Regions from separate parts of the Sus scrofa genome. Here all the other regions are linked to region 3. A link is a contact called in public Hi-C data. All regions are on one chromosome and are shown on one strand. The core of a region is the stretch at or near the end of the contact, and the rest is flanking DNA. Distances in the headings are between cores, read along the strand shown. Region 1 overlaps AUTS2 (AUTS2, activator of transcription and developmental regulator). Region 2 overlaps AUTS2 (AUTS2, activator of transcription and developmental regulator). Region 3 overlaps AUTS2 (AUTS2, activator of transcription and developmental regulator).

Evidence for each region. A called contact is a pair of places that touch in the nucleus more often than the background predicts.
Region 1: a Hi-C map of liver shows a contact between it and region 3, with 3 times the contacts expected there. The contact joins two enhancer-like sites. A contact is called at or near these places in 3 of 47 Hi-C or Micro-C datasets (liver and skeletal muscle).
Region 2: a contact with region 3 is called in a Hi-C map of liver, with 2.3 times the contacts expected there. The contact joins two enhancer-like sites. A contact is called at or near these places in 1 of 5 promoter capture datasets (liver), 7 of 47 Hi-C or Micro-C datasets (embryonic fibroblasts, epiblast stem cells, liver and 1 more) and 1 of 2 datasets of contacts at active chromatin or transcription factors (skeletal muscle).

Annotation. Positions count from the first base shown.
Region 1 is chr3:14,725,026-14,728,733 of Sscrofa11.1, forward strand. The region is part of intron 6 of AUTS2 (AUTS2, activator of transcription and developmental regulator); the gene reads left to right. Among named protein-coding and RNA genes, the nearest start is that of GALNT17, 300 kb to the right of the region's middle. Within about 2 kb of position 1,341, at least 3 of the 83 cell types and tissues checked have an H3K27ac peak or open chromatin away from gene starts, as enhancers often do. A contact at or near this core is called in liver, where this site is marked.
Region 2 is chr3:14,699,601-14,703,222 of Sscrofa11.1, forward strand. The region is part of intron 5 of AUTS2 (AUTS2, activator of transcription and developmental regulator); the gene reads left to right. Among named protein-coding and RNA genes, the nearest start is that of GALNT17, 320 kb to the right of the region's middle. Within about 2 kb of position 2,096, at least 47 of the 83 cell types and tissues checked have an H3K27ac peak or open chromatin away from gene starts, as enhancers often do. A contact at or near this core is called in liver, where this site is marked.
Region 3 is chr3:14,485,082-14,488,701 of Sscrofa11.1, forward strand. The region is part of intron 5 of AUTS2 (AUTS2, activator of transcription and developmental regulator); the gene reads left to right. Among named protein-coding and RNA genes, the nearest start is that of GALNT17, 540 kb to the right of the region's middle. Within about 2 kb of position 2,125, at least 8 of the 83 cell types and tissues checked have an H3K27ac peak or open chromatin away from gene starts, as enhancers often do. A contact at or near this core is called in liver, where this site is marked.

The sequences.
Region 1 (3,708 bases), core at 91-2,590, 240 kb after region 3:
CTGAAAGCCTTTCCTGCCAACGTCGGAATCATTGCCCCATGGAGTGTATTATAGGCAGATCCACGGTTCACTGTGGAGCTTTTCCGTTTTATGCCATCAGGCTGCCAGGGGATTTAGTGAAACCTAAACTTACTTTGTTTGCTGTAATATTGACAGGACTCAAGAGTTTAAGGAAGTGGAGAGAGCTCGTGCTGCCTTAGGGATACTGTTGGGGTGTGAGCATCCATCATGCCTGCTGGTCTCAGAGTCACACGTCGGCAGGCTGGTCTGTTGGGATCATGCCTGGGGAGGGAGAGGTGGCCTTGAGGCGGCAGACAGCTGCTCTCGAACTTTCCAGTGTTCTTCCCTGCAGGCATGTTTCTGCAAGGGGTTGAGGAGAAGGAAGTGGTTAGTGGGGATCTTTTTAAAAAAATTTATTTATTTTTTATTACTCAATGAATTTTATTACATGTATAGCTGTACAACAGTCATCACAACCCAATTTTATATCATTTCCATCTCAAAGCCCTAATGGATCCCCCCACCCTCCAACCTCTCGTTTCAGTTTTCTTATTGCTGGTGTTTTTTGCGTGCAGTGCACACACACACACACACACACACACACACACACACACGCACGTAGACACATTCATGCCCCTTCGCTTGCCCTGCCTCTCTCTGGAAAGGTGCTGTTAGCCTCACCACCAGACTCTTCCACGGTGGTGTTTCTCACCAGCTCAAGCCTGTTAACCCCCTTAGAATTGCCTTTGGGCTTTCGGCAGCCGAGGACTTTCTTTTAAACCCCTTCAGGTAACAGCACATCTCTCTACACGGCTGAGAGAGGCTTGCTGTGAAAAGCTTTCTCATGCCAGGGGCATCCGTTCCCGCGCACATGCCTCCCGGTTAGAAGGGGTGTCCCATGTCAGGTGACGGCGTAAAGAAATAGCTCGTGCCCCATAAAGCACAAGAGTCTTTAACAAGAGGGACCAGCACAGGGGCAGTTTTGAGAGGACGTGAAAGTACAATGGAAACAGCCATTCTATACGTCTGGACGATTTCAGTGGAAAACCAAAACCCCTTCGACTTGTCAGTATCAAGGATTTTTTAAAAAGTATTGACTTATCTGATAGTAATAGTGGTAGTGCCCTTGGCTAAGTGCCAAGTACATGCCACCTGACACATTGCTGTGCCCCTGGTAAACATCTCTCTAATAGGTACAAGGGACCTCCAAGGCTGGTGTTGTCACTGCTTTGCCGCGGCTCAGACTCATGACCTGCTCCCATGACTGAGGTGTTTTGGAGCCAGAACTTCATTGGCGTATCTACCCATCCATTGATCAGATACTTGAGTGCCCCCTCGTGCCAGGACAGTGGACATTGAGATGGACATGGCTCTGTTCTTGGCAGCTCATGGTCCTGTGGGGTAGTCCAGATTGACTCCAGGGCTATTGAACCATGACCTGTTTGTTTTGTTTTTTTTTAATTTTTCCTTCAGGAGATCCTGTCGTGGCTCAGTAGTTAATGAATCCGACTAGGAACCATGAGGTTGCGGGTTCGATCCCTGGCCTCGCTCAGTGGGTTAAGGATCTGGTGCTACCATGAGCTGTGGCGTAGGTTGCAGACGTGGCTCGGATCTGGTGTTGCTGTGGCTGCGGTGCAGGCCAGTGGCTACAGCTCCTATTAGACCCCTAGCCTGGGAACCTCCATATGCCGCAGGTGCAACCCTAGAAGAGGCAAAAAGACACACACACAAAAAGTTTTGCCTCCAGTTTTTTCTTTTCTTTTTTTTTTTTTGGTTTTGTTTTAGAATTGCAACCCTACAGAAATGTTGAAAGACTACAACAAATGTCTATGCACTCTTCATGTAGATCCACCAAATCTTAACATTTTGCCACACTTGGCTTTTAAATCTTTTTTTATTTCTTCTTCTTATTTTTTTTGCTAAATCGTTTTAAGTGAAAAGTATCAGAATACTTCAGTTCTTCTCCTGTATTTTTCTACGGAACATCAATACCATCATCACCTAAAAAAAGTTTACTGCGATTCTGGAATTTTGTCTAAAGGTCATGTTGAACTTACCTTGTTTGTTTCCAAAGTGTGTGGGTGCATTTTTTCTCTTTTGGATCCACAGTCCAATCAGGGTTATGCTTTTGGCACGTCTCTGTGGCCTCTTGAAATCAGTGTTGAATTCCATCCCCCCTCCTCTCCCCCCACCACACCCTTTTCAAAGTGTGTTTTTTAAGTGACATGGACTTTTGGAAGGGCCCAGCCTCGTTGTCTTATAGGATAAACCTCATTATGAATTCCTCATAGTGGCAATTAACTTGGGACGCATTAACTGTTTAGTTATTTTAATCCCGTTTTTCTGTCAGCTTCCACACCACTTGAAACGATGAGTCCAGTTTTCTTAGCCATTTCTCTTGGATGTGTGTAAGTCGCTGCTTTGCATGTGCAGAAGAACTTCGGCATTTGTGTGCGGCGTGGTCGTTGTATTTTGTAGGCTGTAAATAATTACGATTCAGGCAGATGAGCCTTTGGAGCTCTGGATTCCAGTGGACTTTAAAGATTCGCCTCCCCACCCCCTAAATTTGCAGAGATTAGTTTAGTAGTTGCCAACAGCCCTGGAACTGGCAGAACGCTTAAGGCATAATCTTTTCATTAAAAAAGGATTTAACTAATTAGACTTGATTATCAAGCTGACAGGTTAATTGATAAGGGGAAGTGGGGCTCAGGCACTCTTAAGGTGGGAGTGAGCGTCCATTAAATTTAAATCATTAGTGCCCTCTGAAACATTCTTTTTTTTTTTTTTTTTTCTTTTGTCTTTTTAGGGCCACACTTGTGACATATGGAGGTTCCCAGGCTAGGGGTCGAATCCAAGCTGTAGCTGCTGACCTGCACCACAGCCACAGCAACTCAGAACCCAAGTCGAATCTGCAACCTACACCACAGCTCACGTCAACGCCAGATCCTTAACCCACTGAGTGAGGCCAGGGATCAAACCCGCATCCTCATGAATACAGGTCGGGTTTGTTAACCGCTGAGCCACGACATGGGAACTCCGGAACATTATTCTTTACGTTGAATTTTTTTTAAATTTTGTGTGTATGTCACCTTAATAAACCAGAAAACCACATCCCTTGCACATTCTTAAATGATCTGTAACGTGCTCATGTATTTTAGATCCAAACTGTTGTGAATTTTAGGGAGATTTAAAAACTGTCAGGTCCCGAAATACTGTCTTATAACTGTTATTGAAGGCCTAGTGGGCATGGGCCTGTTTTACCACATAACTTAGCTTTTACACCCAACCTTTTTAGTTCAGTTTAGTATTTAAATTTCATCTCTTCTAAAATAGAGCTGAGTGTTGGTTAAAACCAATGATTTGGTAACATATCAGAATTAGAAGCTGTCTCCAGATGGGGAGACGCAGCTAGGAGTTTAGAACCCAAGGTTTCTTAGATCACCTGCGAGGGCAGGGCTGGGGGCGGGGGGTGCCTTATGAGGGCACATTTCCCTAAGCCCACCCTTAGTCATGTGAAAGAGATGTTCTTTTTGAAACTCTCATCTGAAGTTGATACACACGCCCTTCCAGATTGAACATTGGGGGGAAAAAAGAACATTTCAGCGCCTCTGGGTTCTCAGTTACATGGTTAAACTGGGAGACAGTGAGTGCCCCCCCCCCCCCCCCAGCCAAGACCTTGACAATGGGAGAATTTCCTGACCCAGTCGG
Region 2 (3,622 bases), core at 846-3,345, 210 kb after region 3:
TGTTACCTATCTTTAAAAAAAAAAAAAAAATTGGTAGAAACACCCCACAGTGCTACCATTTGGGTTGGGGGAGGTGTTGTGAAACTAGAGAGAGAGTGCCTCTTACTTCTGAAATTAATTGTATTTGGAAGTTGGAGAAGAATTATGCCATACGGCAGGCACCCACTTTTTTTCCCTGGAGAGGTTTTCTCGAGAGGGCCGTGAAATCAAGCAGAGATGGATGTTCAACTTCAAAGAGGTGAGGAATGGACATTGCTGCTTGAAACCAGTCTCCATGTCATTTGTATGTGATGTACATCTCTCCCAGCCCTGTCCCTTTTTCCTCTTTCCCAGTAGCACTCCAGGTGACCGTGGCACTGAAGGGAAATCAGGAGCTCTCACCCACTGGCTCTACCCTAGAACCCTCCCAGTTGCAACCTAGGTCTCTGCTGGCCTGTTTGCCCTGTGCTGAGAAAACCTCAGCAACCTTTCCTATGCACCAAGGAGGGACCCTGCCAAGCTGCAGATGGGGAATGAAAACTCCAGATGTTTGCGGGGGGGGGGGTGTCTCCTTGCCCCCAGGTATGGCCTGGTACTCTTGCAGGGCCTCTGTGGTTGGGGTAGTAGCGTAAGGAGGCCAGAATTCTGGCCAGGGGCCCACCAGACTGGACAGAAGGGAGCTTTGGCGCTCTGGTTGCCCGTGTGTTGCTCAGGGGCATCCACTAGGGGCCAAGTTTGTGGTCATTGAGCACCTCCGCCCTCCCCGCCACCCCTTTCGGGCAGGCGCTACACAGGGCGCTAGAGAACACATGACGGTAAATGTTAGGATGATAGTAATTGTGCATTCAGTGAGGCTGTGGCTTTGCTTTAATCCTTTCCCTGCATCTGGCGGTCACAACCAGCGCCACATTTGTGGATGGAAGGTGTATAAATGACAGTGGATTTGAGGACTAAGGGGAGGGGCACTTGTAACGGCCACTTCATGCGCTGGTATCCTTGAGCCGCTGTGTTCAGCCTTTGACCAGGCGGGGATAAGGTTGGATTAAGTACTTTCTTCGAATACTAGACTCTGGCTGCGCACCCCCCCCCCGCCTCCATTTTCAACAATGTACTTATTGAACACCTACTATGTGCCAGGTGGTTTCCATAACTTACTTTCTCATTTCTCATCACAACTACCCTGAGAGCTGGCTCTCTGCAGATGTGACTGGCCTAGTGGCAATACAGCCCCAGCCTGTGGGCCTAGTGGCCTTTCCCTGCCGCGGCGCAGTCGTGGAAGCCGCAGCTGCGGGGAGGACACGGCAGTGCCCGCCGCGCCCGCCCGCCGGGAAGGCGGCCGTGGGGACCTCGGGCCCGAGCCGCGGGGGTGGGAGGGGGAAGCGACAGCTGTCGAGGCCGAGCCCGGGGACTGCGCCCCCGCGGGGCCGACCCGGCGCCGGGGCCGAGAGGAGGGGCGGCGAGGGGCGGGGCGCGCGGGGCGGGACGGAGGAGGGGCGGCGGCACCGGCGGCTCGGGCTCGGCGCGCCGAGGAAGTCCCGCTCCGAGAGCTGCGAGCGTCTGGAGGAGGCGCGCTCGGCGCAGTCGGGGAGCGAAGTCCGGAGCGAGGGGCCCCTGTGCCGCCGCCGCCCCCTCCCGCCACCCGTCCAGCCAGGGAACCCGCGGCGCCGGCGGCCGATGGAGTTTACTTGAGCGGCGAGCCGGCGGGAGAGGCAGGCGCCCGCGAGCGGAGCGCGGGCCGGAGCCGAGCCAGCCCTAGGCGCTGCCCGTCCGCCCGCGAGCTCCGGCCGGGAGGCGCCGCCGGCCCCGCGTAGCCCGCCCGGCGCCCCGGCCGCTGCAGCGCCGCCCGCGCCGCGCGCCAGTGAGATCGGCTCCGAATAAAGACTCCCAGAGCGTCTCCTCCAGCGCCGCGGCGGTGGCGGCGGGACCGGGACCGGGACTGGTCGGCCCGCGGTGCTGCTGGAGAGGCGGGAGCGGCAGTCGGGGAGCCCGAGGCGGCCGCCGGGGAGAAGCCGCCGCCGCCGCCGCCGCCGCCGCCGCGCGCCCTCCTCCTCCTCCTCCCTCTCCCTCCTCCCCTCCGCACATGGTCTCCTTTGTCCTGTCGCCGCCGCCGCCTCGCTCTTAGCTCCGCGCGCCGCGGCCGCGGCTCGGGCCGCTCCTCTCCGCCTCGCCCGCTCGCCGGCCCGCCCGGGACGCCCCTCCGGTCCCCGCCGTGCCCCGCGGCCCCGCGCGCCGCCGGAGCCGCCCGGAGGCAGCGGGCGAGCGCCGGCTGGGCGCTCCCTCCCGGCCGCCCGCCCGTCGCCGCCGCCCGCTTGGCCTCGGCCGCGCTGGATGTGTGCAGGCGCTGGCGCTCGGCCGCCCCGGAGCTGCCGCCCGTACGGATTTGGTTGGCGTGCCTCCGCTTTCAGACTTTCACCTGGAAAGGAGAGACTCGCGCGGACGGAGCCCGGTCGGAGTTGGGCGTTTTCTCTTCGTGTGTTTGGCTGGCTTTCCCCCTGGTCTCTGACGATCCCCCATCGTGAGCCTTGCTCTGGAACCAAACCATGAACTTGGGGCTGACAGGACTGCTTAACCCTTTACGACCAGGTAATGCAGCCCCGGGGGCGCGGCTCCCTCGCTTGCCGCCGGTGGTCGGGAGGGAGCGGCGGGCCGGGGGTCTTTTGTTGCGGCGGCCGGGCCGGCGGGCAGGGGTGGCAGGGGCGAGCTCCTCGCGTCTGGCGCGCCCGAACCCCCCGCCGCCACCCCTCCTCCCTCCCGCCGCCCGCCCTCCCTCCGCGGCCCGGTCGCCCGCCTTTGTACTTTCCTCCCCTGGCCCGCCGGGCTCCGGCGGGGAGCGGCGGCGCGAGCGGCCGGAGCTACGCGGTCGTGCCCGGGGACCGGAGCCGCCCCGAGGGGCTGCGCCTGCCTCCGGCCGGGGCCTGGCACCCGCTCGGGCTAGAGCTCTGGGCGCTGCGCTCGCTACCGGTGCCGGGGGTAGCGCTTCCCCGCGCAGAGGTCGGGATCCTGGCCCGCACGCGCGGTGCCCAGGGAAGCGAAAGGAGAGCTGGGCTGGGATCGCGGCCGCTGGGCAAAGAACTCGCACCCAAGTTTCGGGGAGGTTTCTCTTTTCTGGTTGCAAAGCCCCTCCGGGTGCGGGTGCGGGTGCGGAGGGCCGTCCGCGGGGTCCGCGAGCGAAGGGAATGAAGGTGGACCTTTAACAGGAGAGGCTGCGTCCCACCCCTGTCTGCTCCTCCGAAGGCTTTTATTCGTTTTCCTCATTCTCCGTGTTCCTTCCTTCAATCTCTTTGACTTATTTAACTTTTCTTTAAACACCAACTACGGCGTCTAGCAATTTTTCAGTATTAACCCCCCCCCCATAAAAAACAGCCAAGAGGGAGCTTTGTTTTTCTATCCTTTCTAGATGCAGCCACTTCACGCCCTCACTCTCCGAAACCGAGCGAGGGGGATGAAACGAAATGGCGAGCAAAACCTGAAGTCGTTAGTATGTAGAGGTGCCCCCGTGGTAAAAAAATAAAGGAGAGGAGAGGATCTGCTCGCTAGCTAAGTCTCGGCTCGGCACGTTTCCATTAGCCGAACTGCTGATTATAAAGGGGGGGGGCAGGAAAATGTTCCAGGTAATGTAAGGAATTGCAGACTTTTTCCTAAA
Region 3 (3,620 bases), core at 875-3,374:
TCCCAGCCTGCACTTCATCCTCTCCCAGGCACTGTCGGTAATGATAACGCGGATGATGCTAATAATGAGCAAAGGAACAGCTGTCGTTTATAGAGCATTACTTACCACGCGCCAGGAACTTGCTGCTGGTTTTACTTCGTTTTGTGTAATCTCTTTACAACCAAAAAAAATGCAAGGTAATACGATCACTTACCCAAGAACACATGATGAGGATGTGGGCCTTGGGGTGGCACCCTTCCTGGGTCCCAGTGGCTCATTTGCCAGGTGAGGCGTTGTCTGTAATGTCACACAGTCCTCCCTGGCGTCCGGGGGCGGGTGGAGGTGAGCGTGGGTTGTTAGGACATCAGGGGCCTGACCTGCTTCAACTGGAGTAGCTTGACTTCTGTCCGTTTCATAGATTTGCCTTTCTCCAAAGACTTGACTTAGAAAAAAGTGTTCTTCAGGTAGCTTTTTAAAAATTGGGTTTTTTTTTTTAGGAGTTTGTGTTGTGGCTCAGCTGGTTAAGGACCCGACATTGTCTCTGTAAGGATGTGGGTTCGATCCCTGACCTCGCTCAGAGTATTAAGCATCCAGTATTGCTGCGCTGTAGGTCAAAGATGCCATTTGAATCCGGTATTGCTGTGGTAGGCCTCGGCTGCAGTCCCGATTTCTATGGAAGTCCCAGGAACTTCCATGTGCCACAGGTGTGGCTATAAAAATAATAATAATAAAATAAAAATACATTTTTTATGTACCACATCTTCTTAATCCATTTATTTGTCAATAGACATTTAGGCTGTTTCCATGTCTTGACTATAGTGCTGCTGTGAAAATACAGGTGCATGGAGTTCCCGTCGTGGCACAGTGGAAACAAATCCAACTAGGAACCGTGAGGTTGTGGGTTCGATCCCTGACCTCGATCAGTGGGTTAAGGATCTGGCATTGCCGTGAGCTGTGGTGTAGGTCATAGACGCAGTTTGGATCTGGCGTTGCTGTGGCTGTGGTGTAGGCCGGCAGCAACAGCTCCGATTAGACGCCTAGCCTGGGAACCTCCATATGCCTCGGGTGCGGCCCTGAAAAGACAAAAGACAAAAAAGTGAATAAATAAATACAGGTGCATGTATCTTTTTGAATTGTAGTTTTGTTGGGATATATGCCCGGGAGTGGAATTGCTGGATCATGTGATAGCCAAGGGGGAGAGGGGAGCGGGTAGGATGGACCGGGAGTTTGGGGTTAGTAGATGCAAACTATTCCATTTAGAACAGATAAGCAATGAGAAGATCCTGCTGTAGAGCACAGGGAACTGTATTCAGTCTCTTGGGATAGACCATGGTGGAAGATAATACAGCAAAAGGAATGTATATATATGTATGACTGGGTCACTTTGCTATACAGTAGAAATTGGCACAACACTGTAAATATTTTCATGAAAAAAGGAAAAAAAAACATTTTTTAAAGCAATTAAAGGAAGTTGGAATGATAGGTAACTATTAGGCTGGCCAGGTGGGATAGGTACATGATAAAGCAAATTTAATCAAATGTTAAGTAGAAGGACACCGGTGTCGGGTATGTGGGGGGTGTTCGCTGTAAAGTTCTTTCCGCTTTTCTGTGTTTGAAATTTTTCTGATACATATTACTGAGTAGGTGATTTCCGAAGACCCTTCCAGATTTTTTTAAAATGCAGCTCCCTGTGTCCCATTGCTGTCTCAGTGTACAACTACGAGAAGGCACAGACCTGGATCCCGTGTTGGGCTGTGCCATTGTAAAAAACTGAAGAAAACAGAGCTGAGGAAAACAGAATCTGTCCTCAGTCACTTTGGTCCCTAGCTGCCTACTCGCGACGTTGGAAGTGACCAGTTTGGTTCCTTTCAGACACTCCCCTGGAAAGCTGTTTGTCTGTAGTTCTCCGGATGAAAGAAGGGTTTAGGCATAAAAGCATCTCCTGTTTCAGGGCAGTGAGTCCTTTGGATCCATCCCCAGTGGAGGTTTCTTAAAGCTCTCCAGCCCCAATAAAGACACAGTGTTCCCATTCACCCACCTTGGCAGAGGCTTAGGAAGAAAGAGGCGAGAAACACTCACTCAGTAAGACCTAGAAGCTTTCGCAAACCCCAGCAGAGGGCACAGTCTTTACCCCTGGGGCCTGGTCCTAGCACTTTGTTACCCTTCTTCCTCCCGCTGACCTCTTCCTGCAGCCTGACAGGGCGATTCGTGCCCCTTTGCCAGGGCCGCAGAGCACGTGTTGCAATGCACAGTGGGTGGACTTTGTCCAGCCAGTTATTAGAGTAACCTTGTCAGCACTTTCCGGGGAGTTTAGCAGGGAGTTGTGCCAAACTAAGACAAAGCTGCGCATTGAGCAGCCTCGGATGGCTGATGAGCTTGGGAGTGCCGGTTAATTGACAGGAGCTGCACTTGTCAGTCTCTTCAGGCCATGGAAGTGGATCGCTTGTCTTTTCCTCCCTTCCGCAGGCCTTCCTCCTCCGCTTGTTGGTGGGTTCAGCATGGCCTCGCCTCTGCACCCAGCACACCTCCCACCTTTGTTCTTGTGTGTTTACTGAGGAATTCGTCTCACTGTGCTGGGATGGAAATGGTCTATTAAAACACTCAGGCAGGACAACACGGAGAGGGAGGAAGGAGGATGAAGGCTGGCAGAAGGAGGGAGGGAGTCATGTGCTGGTTTAATTGGTTCTTTCACCTAATGGTATTTTGTCAATTAAGGAGATACTTAGAGAGAGTGGAATTAATCCATATGGGTCAAAAGCAGCTATTAATTTTTAATCAAAGCAAAATGTTCAACAAATTGTGGCTCTGCTCATACCAATGCAAGCTTGCCACCAGCCTCTTCCCGAAGGATTTAGAGGCAGTCCCAAGAAAAAAATGGGGTGGGGGATGCTCTTAGTTTAGAAAAGATGTGCCTCCTCGCATAGCCCCCTCCCCAAGGTGAGCTCCTCAAAGCTCCTCCATCCTGGTTCTTCAGCATCTATTGCAAATCTTGAGACACAGTAGATACCCACGGATGTTGCTCTTCTGGGGCTCTTTGAATCCCCATCATGTATATCGCTCTGAGGCATTTCCAGCAGGTTTTAGGCATAGCATCTATCCTCTAGGAACTTCTGGTCTGGTCGAAGAGGTATTGGTGAGGCCACTACAGAGTCGTTCGGAACAACATCTGAGCAGGTGCCACCCTGTGTGACAAACCGTATGAAGGCTGGCATTTGTTGGGCCGCCACTGTATGCACTCTGCATAGACCAACTCCATTCATCTCTACCATGACGCAGTGCAGGAGGCATCATTTTTTCCATCCCCATCTGAAAGGCCACTGGGCGCAGAAAGTTTAGGTAACTTGCCCAGTGTCTCACAATTACCGGTTAGCCTGCTAGAGGCTTGCATTACCCAGTATTGTCATTGCCAGCGTGATCCCAAGAAAGCGGGTGAGAGGCAGTGCTGACGGCTCCTGGAGGGCGGTTAAAGGATGAGCTGATGTTTTTGGAGTTCCCATCAAGACGCAGCAGAAATATGACTGGTATCTATGCGGATGTGTGTTCGATCCCTGGCCTCACTCCGTGGGTTAAGGATCAGGCGTTGCCATGAGCTGTGGTATAGGTCACAGACGTGGCTCAGATCGTAGGTTGCTATGGCTGTG